Regions from separate parts of the Triticum aestivum genome. Here region 1 is linked to region 2. A link is a contact called in public Hi-C data. All regions are on one chromosome and are shown on one strand. The core of a region is the stretch at or near the end of the contact, and the rest is flanking DNA. Distances in the headings are between cores, read along the strand shown.

The links. A called contact is a pair of places that touch in the nucleus more often than the background predicts.
Region 1: a Hi-C map of leaf shows a contact between it and region 2, with 7 times the contacts expected there. The contact joins the enhancer-like site here to the promoter of LOC123111923 in region 2. A contact is called at or near these places in 4 of 5 Hi-C or Micro-C datasets (leaf and an unstated tissue).

Annotation. Positions count from the first base shown.
Region 1 is chr5B:374,440,502-374,444,574 of IWGSC CS RefSeq v2.1, forward strand. No RefSeq gene overlaps it. Among protein-coding and RNA genes, the nearest start is that of LOC123116149, 87 kb to the left of the region's middle. Within about 2 kb of position 1,585, at least 1 of the 8 cell types and tissues checked has an H3K27ac peak or open chromatin away from gene starts, as enhancers often do.
Region 2 is chr5B:374,248,522-374,252,913 of IWGSC CS RefSeq v2.1, forward strand. It overlaps LOC123111923 (putative 1-phosphatidylinositol-3-phosphate 5-kinase FAB1C), which reads right to left and starts at 2,698. Exons shown (of 11, transcript XM_044532804.1): 1 at 2,499-2,698; 2 at 1,500-2,213; 3 at 1,261-1,414; 4 at 838-1,179; 5 at 1-644. The coding sequence starts at 2,089.

The sequences.
Region 1 (4,073 bases), core at 335-2,834, 190 kb after region 2:
GTGGGCCCTCGATAGGGTAGCCGCGTTAAGTACGACCACGTGCGGTGGTTGGCCGTCGGACATGTGAGGCTGCGGCGAACACCGAGGGAACGCAAGGCACGTCCGCTTTCAAAGGAGACGCGTTTTGAATTTGGGTCACCGCTTTGAGCCGGTGTTTTTATCCGCCGCGACCTAAACGGACATGGACGGACGAAATGTGTCGTCGAGTTGGAGTTCTCTTAGAACACCTTCTATTTGTAAACGGAGGGAGTACTGTTTACATCTAGATTTGTCTCTTTTTTTTTTTGAAGTGAGATTTGTCTTTTTTGTTGTCCATAGGGAAGGTTTTATTCCGTTGTCGTGAGATAGCGGTAGCTAGCGCGTTGGATTGTACGAATTTGTTGTTGACACACACGGGAAACAAATATTTTTATCGTGAGTACTAGTATACTCAGGAGCGCACGTCGTTGCCTCCATTAAAAATTGTGAGGGATCTAGATCGCATGCACATGCACGTTTTCCCCGCACCAGATCCAGTTGAGCTCCGCTTGTGACCGACGTGTCTGCCTCAGCGGTAATGGTGCGGCGATCATGTAACGACAGAATCATAGAAATACATACAAATAACCAATACAAGTAGTAGTATATTGTACGTATATTATGTATTACTACTAATTGTGTCCGCCTGTCTGTACTCTGTACCTCTGACCTGCTGCAGCTTCTATCCTGCTTCCTACTCTGTCTTTCGGTATAGGTACTCTGCACACAAGAAGCTCAAGTTGAGGCCAGGTGCATCGGTGGACAACTGCAGATCAGCAGGCTCAACTTGCTATCACGCGTCTTAAGTACCGTGAAAGAAAGAAAGAAAAATCAATTATTGGCTGTCAGTTATCAGTATTATCTTGTACTCTCTCTGTAAACTAATATAAGAATGTTTAGATCACTATTTTAGTATTCTAAACGCTTTTATATTAGTTTACGGAGGGAGTAGAACTGAAGAGAGTTTATAGCATTTCGAAGGAAAACGAGGATTTATCCCCTCCGAGCGAATACTTGTTTTCCCTCCGTTCAAAATTACGTGTCGCAGAAATTGATGTATTTTAGTTTAGATATATTCATTTTCATCCGTTTCAACGAAAATGATAACGGAACGGAAGGAGTATTATGGAAGATGTATGATCCAAAAGCTCTTTATCTCTTGCCCGCTGTCCCGTGTTCTCCCCACACGCCATTTAAAGGCAGAGGTGATTGCAACTCTGAGCGCTTTTACTTCTTGTGATTGAGCCATCAGCCTCATCTTTAGCAGCTCCCCTGCTTTCGTTAACTTATGGCTGAAAGTTCCTTAACGAGCAAGATTCACATGTGCTGAGTCGACGCTTGCCATGGCTAGGCTAGCCATGGGAGAACATCAGCTGTGTGTCACGAGGACTTTAGCTGGCTAGCGGACCCCATTTGTTTCAGAGATTTGTTTGTGCGCTAAGTTGATCGTTGGCTGGCATAAGATTACATTTGCTGCTATCGGCCGCCGCAGTTTTGAAGTGTGTCTGAAGTGAACCCTAGGGCTAGATTCGAAGAGGTTAAAGAGGGACAAGACTTTAGCAGGCTGAACCCCGTAACTTTGCTGTTACCGGCCGCTGCAATTTAGAAGTTGAAGCGTTGACAATCTGACTTTTGCTAGACTTCACATCAGTGAAACTCTTACAAGTCCAAGCTGGGACATGAAAGGAGCTAAAATAATATGTCTACACATATTTCTTGCAACAAAAAGGTTAAAAAAGAATTAGCAAAAAAGCCATACGTTTCTTCAACTGCATATTATTCGAACGGATAAATACCATTTTTCCTCAGAGAACCACGTATTTTTATGCACAATAAACGGCCCAATCTTACGAACAGATCGAGTCCACCTGGCCTAACAGCCCAGTTGACGGCTTTTACTCTTGAAATCGGGCCTTATTATTTAATATATATTTTTTATATTTTTTCTTTCATTGTATAGATGCTCATTTCTTTTTCCTATATCATTATTTTTCTTACTTTGTTCTTCTCCCCCTTTTCATTTGTAAAAATACATTTGTCTTGTGTACGTATGTATATAATTTTTAAGTACACCATGAACATTTTCTAATACATGGTGAATATGTTTTCTTGAAACACCATCAATACTTTTTTAAACACGAAGAACATTTTTTGATTATTTTTTATGGGAAATTTTCGATATATTCATCTTCAATCACGGCAGTACATCGAACACCAGAAATAATAAAAAATAGATCACACAGCGAAGACTACAAGAATTGAAGCGAGCAAAAGGCGCGGTGCCGTCAAGGCCCCTCCCTCGCCGGAGTCGGGCACAACTTGTTCTAGTAAATAGTCGGGAAGACGTCGTGCTAAGGTCCCATAGGACCGACACACCAGAATAGCAAAGAAAAACATTATAATATGAAGATTCGGCAATGAAAAGAAGATTAGATCTGAAGGATATAATATGAAGATACATGAGCAAAGACAAATAATGACTGAATCCGACCAGACCACCGAAGGCAACCACCGACCAAATCCCGCGAGATCCGCCGGAGACACGCCTCTACGCACCTTCTGACGATCTAGACGCATCACCGGGACGAGGCTAGACGGGGAGAACTTTATTTCATCTTCAGGGAGCCGACAACGTATCGTATTCCTAAGTAGGACACAAACATTATAACAAGAGTTAAAGAAAGACCTAAAAACGGATCCCTTCCGCCGGTAAGGGCTGGGGTCCACTGCGCACCCATGGCCATAAGGTCATAGGAGATGTGGCACATCGGCGGTGCAGCCGACGGAAGGCTGAAACCCTAGCCACCTTTCCTTAGGAGGAAAGATGTAGGAAGGAGCTTTATTTGGAACATTTTTAGAATTGATGGTAACCATTGTTTAAAATGTATATGTGCTTTTTTATAAAAATATTACGTGTCTTCTAAGTTGCGTATATGTCCATATAAGTATCAAACTTTTATAAATCTAAGCGTTTATGCTACAAAAACGACTGGACAAACCAGAGCAAATAAAGAATACCAGGGGAAACGCTAAAAACTGCACTGTAGAAGCGCTCGGGAAGAAACAGCGCAACGCCAAACTGAGCGTCATATATAATCTTTCTCATTTTAGTTGGCCTGGGAGCGGAAAATACAAAGGAGAATCTGGGTACCAGCGCATCTTATATGCAAAAAAAAAGGTAATTCAAAAAAAGTTCAAAAAAATCCTGAAACTTCTTTGATATCAAACATGATCAAATATTGTAGTCATATAAAAAGATTCGTCAGAGAAAGACTTTTGTTGTATCCTGGGTCGAAGATTCGGTAAAAGAACGCTATATACAAGTACTATACACGCTATATTATCGTCATAAACTTTTCTTTTTTGTCCTGAAGTCAAAATGAATCATTTCTTGTCCAAACATTTTATACGAGTAGAATATATAATCATGTTTGATTTTAAAAAAAATCATAATCTTTTGAATTTTTTTTGAATACTAATTTTTTTAGCGCATATAGAGTGCGCCAGAACCCGAGAGCACCAAGTTCCCGTTTGCCAGGGAGCTCCCTGCGTTAGAAACACACAAGAAGTATGCGATCGGCCGGTCCATTTGACAGGCTCTCTGGAGACCAAAGGTCTTAGAATAGAGAATAATTAGTTGACAAGCGCTTCTTCGGGAGCTTCACGACGATCAGCGTCACTTGGCGTGCTCTTAGCCGCCCGTCACGTATCGTGCTTTGGATGCTCCCTCCAGATTTTATTTTTATTTTATTTTTCCGCACAAGTTTTCAGCTTTTCAAACGATTTTTTGGGAAGTTTTTTGACGTTTTGGTGTTTCACTGGTCTTTCTTAGCTTTTGGGTCAAAAAATATTTTTTGCACGATAAAATGTGTTTTCTTCATGAGAGTCACGGTTTTGCTTCCGCGAGAGGCGCAGTTTTGCTTTCGCCAGAGTCACGACCATGCCTCTCGAAAACAGAAAAAATGTGTTTTCTATTTCTTTTTCTTCCGCGAGAGGCACGGTCGTGTCTCTTCGAAAAAGAAAAAAACATGTTTTTTATTTTTTTTCTTTCGTGA
Region 2 (4,392 bases), core at 1,448-3,947:
CTACCATAAAACTTGATGCGGAAGAGGTGGGAACGCTCACATGCTAAGTTTTTGGGGATACAGGTGCTTGAGAGGGAAACTAAGATGCTCTGATGATTATCAGTACCAGGTAAGTAGCTACATGAAAGCCTGTTCTGGTTATCTAGGCCTCCTGCCTGGAAGTCATCTGGTGGTAGGCCACTCCCACTGTTTTCCAAATGACATAAATCCACGGGTATCTTTGCCAAGACAGCCTTTTGGCAGGCATTAACGGCATTCAGAGAATTGGCATGATTAACAGGAGATTCAGATTCGGTACACTCAAGTGCACTTCCAAGGCTTTGCCCATCCAATCGTAATGAAGGCGGTGATGCAGAAATACCATCAAACATTTGCGTGATGGCAGCAGTCTGTGGGCATTTCTCTTCCGCAGCTCTGAGACTATCAGTAGTATCACGATCAGCAGACTTAGCAGAAATGTGATCTGTATTGGTCCATGCTTGTTGTGCACCCATTGCAGTTACTGAAAGAACTTGTGGAATTGTTGCGCCCTCATCAGCAAGGAATGATGTCTCGAGGGACAGATGATAAGCAGCAAACACTGCCAGTTGCATTGCATGCTTAATCTTCTTCAATTCTTCTCGACAATCTCCTCTTAGTAGAACCTAAATAAAAGCATTGCACGTTTAGCTTGCAGAATGGTTCTGGAATAATGTATGAGTAAGCAATTCAAGAACAGTTCCAAAGTACGTATATAAGATCAACAGTTGAGTACATCATATGATAGGAGAAGTGAAAATAAATGCCAACAAACCATTTTATTATTCCAATCAAGTATCTTCACAAAGGGATAATTACCGTGCAACCCAGGCGCTTCAGACAGCCTTCAAAAAACATCAGCGTTTTCGGTGTTGGTCTCTTCTCTGCATGTCCTGATGCAAATGATTCCAGAACCTTTTCCACCTTGAACATGTCACATTGCCCTAGCCTTGCTGAAGCAATGTTATCAATTGACGAGGCAATCTGACCGCCCGTGCATTTTGATATTCTCTCCAAAAGTGTCCTCTTTACATTCAGAACTAATGAGATATCTTTCGCTAAGAGCTCCTGGGCATAAGATGAGACGCTCTTCTCAACTATCAGCACATTAGGTTTCCTAGACTCAATCTTTCCAACAACAGTTCGTAGATATTCCTTTTCCTACAGATAGAACATTTGTCAGCAAGACTGTAAACAACTAAACATCATACTTCAATTTCAAAAACACGCAGAGACACAAACCTGTTCGAGTATAGTTCCAATTGATGCTAACTTATTAGAAGCTTTCTGGTACTCAAGTGCACCTCCTAAAATGAGCAATTTGGCATTACTGTACTCTGAGACCATGCGTTTGTGTTTTACATTCTTGGAGCAAACAATTCCTCTTATAAAATTGCTGCAATCAACGGGTTATCAATAAGTACCAAATTATGATCAGTAGAAGCATGCAATGCGTAGAAACAACAGAAGTGAGCACAAACCTATCAGTTGGGTTCCCAGATGCTATGCACTTGATCTTCACATAATCACTAGGATCCATGCTGCCGCCTTTCTTGGTGTCAGGTTTCACAAAGTAAGCGGCTTGCCATGCTAACGAGGACACAATATCGAGCCAGATTTTGGAATCCTTCTCACTGGCCAACCCAACACCTTCCGCCTTCAGTAACTGTGCAACTAGAGCTTGAAAATGCCTAAATAGATCCTTCTGAACACTCTCTTGGTGGGACCCACAATTGATATTGCTGACACCAGTTGCTCTATTAGTTTTAGCACTGAAACAACTTGGGGCAAAAGTGTTGTTGGAATCCCCAATTTCATCATCGTCGTCATCGAATCCAAATAACCTCGATTCAGCATCATCAATCTCATCTTCAGGCGGTGGTGGGCACCAAATATTATCACCAAAGTCGAAGATACAGGATGGCACATGGCTTGCTTTGCTGTTCTCAGCTATGCTAACATCAGCCAGGTCATGAGCATCATCTGAGTCGATTGCTGCAATTGCACCATTATCAGAAGCATCATTCTGCCTCGCCGCACAAGTAGGACTCTCTGTGGGGCTTGGGGTCATCGATCTGTATGTTGAGTTACTAACACTAACACTAGAATCTGTATCTGAAAAGTCATTTAAGAAGTAAGTCCCTGGGGCTAAAAACTGGACCCTGGGTTCATGAGCCTCCTCGTCGTCCGCTTGCCTGCATCAAAAATTATTCAGAACTCGTCAACAGTGGTCAGAGCTAGACAACCTACCTCTACTCAAGCTATCAGCGTCCATCAACCACTACTTCCAAAGAAAGAGGGGCGATAATTAAAGCCATTCTAAGTCAATTGACCAGACATTTTGCACTTATTAGAAGGCAACGGAAGTAAATAATAACTGATTTACTAGTTCACTTCCATATCATTAGGAGTACTACTATAGTTTAGTGTTAGGAACCAATTAATTTTGCACTGCAGATAGAGACAGAGATTTCCGTTACCTAATATCGCGGTCTGGAGGAGGGGAGCGCGGCGCCACGTCGCCTTTGCTCCTGGATCTCGCCTCGGGCGCCCGCAGCGGCGTCGTGGGCGGCTCAGCAGGCGACGCCGGGCTGTTTGGCCGCCCGGGCGGGCCGCCGCCATGACCCACCGATCGGCGGCGTCGCGTCTCTATGCGCGCGAGTGCGTCCCCATCGGTGCTCCCAAAGCCACCGTTCACCTCCCCACCAACGCGCGCGGAACTAACTGGTGTGCCCAGGCCCTGGGGGGCGGGGGCGGGGGCGGTCGGAGATGGAGCGGGGCTCCGGCGAGGAGGCGGTGGAGCGGGGATTCAGCCAATGCGGGAGCGGCGGGCGGCGGCCAGAGGATCGGGGCCGGAGAAGCGCGGCTTGGTTGCAGATTTGGGAGGTTTGGAGGGGTGGGAAACGCGTGCGTTGGCGAGAGCTTGGGGGAGAGAGCAGGGGAAGGCGGGCGGCGGCGGCGAAGCGGCGGTGCTTATTATACGGATATGGAGATTGGGAGGGAGATTTGAGAGTGAATACTAGTAGGAAAGTGACGCCGTAAAATGGGGACTCTAACGGCGAGGGGAGGCTGCGTGCGCTGTCGAAACCCCGTTTTCTCCTTTCGGTCTCGCCTTGTGTACGGTGGATATCTATATAGGAGTACCTATAAAGGATGGATGATTATTGATCCAAGGAAATATGGAATGGATGTGGATGTAATCTTATCTGTAGCACTTAATGATGGCCATTTTTTGCTCTCTTCTATTTTGGCAATTATTAACACCCGCGGTTGTAAAATAATTGATTGCCTACTATATTTTAAAAATAGAGTGTGATCGTGCGGAACCAGGTCTTATGACTCGCTTCGCACCACACGACTGTCCATGCAACACGTGTGTTCTACACACACGTGTAAGTGGATGGTACTTAAAATGAAATGAAATAAAAATATATTTGCAATTGTTGATAATGGGATATAATGCCCGGTTTTAAGTATACTTATTTCACATTCAGTTTTGAAGGAGAAAGCTTGAGAAAGATCAATGAAAATCTCTCGTAAAGTAAGATATGCCTTACAATTCATGACAGATATAAAAAAAATCTTGTAAAAATGGATGGGGAGAGTAAATGGTGATTATTGACGGTAAGGAAAATAAGATAAAGATAAACATAACCTTATCTATAACACTCGTCATTGCTTGTTATTGACTGTAATTGTAAAAGCTTGCACAATGTGAGGAAAGTGAATTGGATGGAATTTTTTATCTATGTCTTAATAATGGGACATTATTAATGGCAGATTATGCATATTTTGATGTAAGAGTACTTTATTTGCTTATATACTTCGTATTTGTTATCAATGCACTCAATGCACATGTTTGAATTCGGATACTTGAGGAAGTATATATAATATAAGAATACTTTAATATTACAAGATAACATTAAATACTCAATCTATATGGGCACAATCCTTGAGATGCTACTTTGACCATTGTTTATGATTTATATAGTTGTTATAAGATACTTAAATTCAAGAGAAAAAATATGGATAGTGTTTGCCTAGCATGTTAATTATTTGTCAAAGCTAGACAAGATTTGGTTATAGTTTACTGTGAAATCGTTCATTTTATAATGTAGATAGTGACACCATGTGTTGACTTTAAGAATAAACTTTTAACTAGGGGGTATTCTTAGTAGTGTGGTTGGATCGTCGTACACTCGACAAAGTGACACGACGATGTTCTTAAAATAGGTTCAGCTGCCTCGAGGGAGCACGTCCTATGTCTTGTGGGAGGGTCGTTGAGAGTGGTGCATGGGGCACGGGACACTACAAGTGTGGCCATTTCCGGAGTCACACGACTCGCGACTAGTCCGAGCCTTAGCAGGGCCCTAT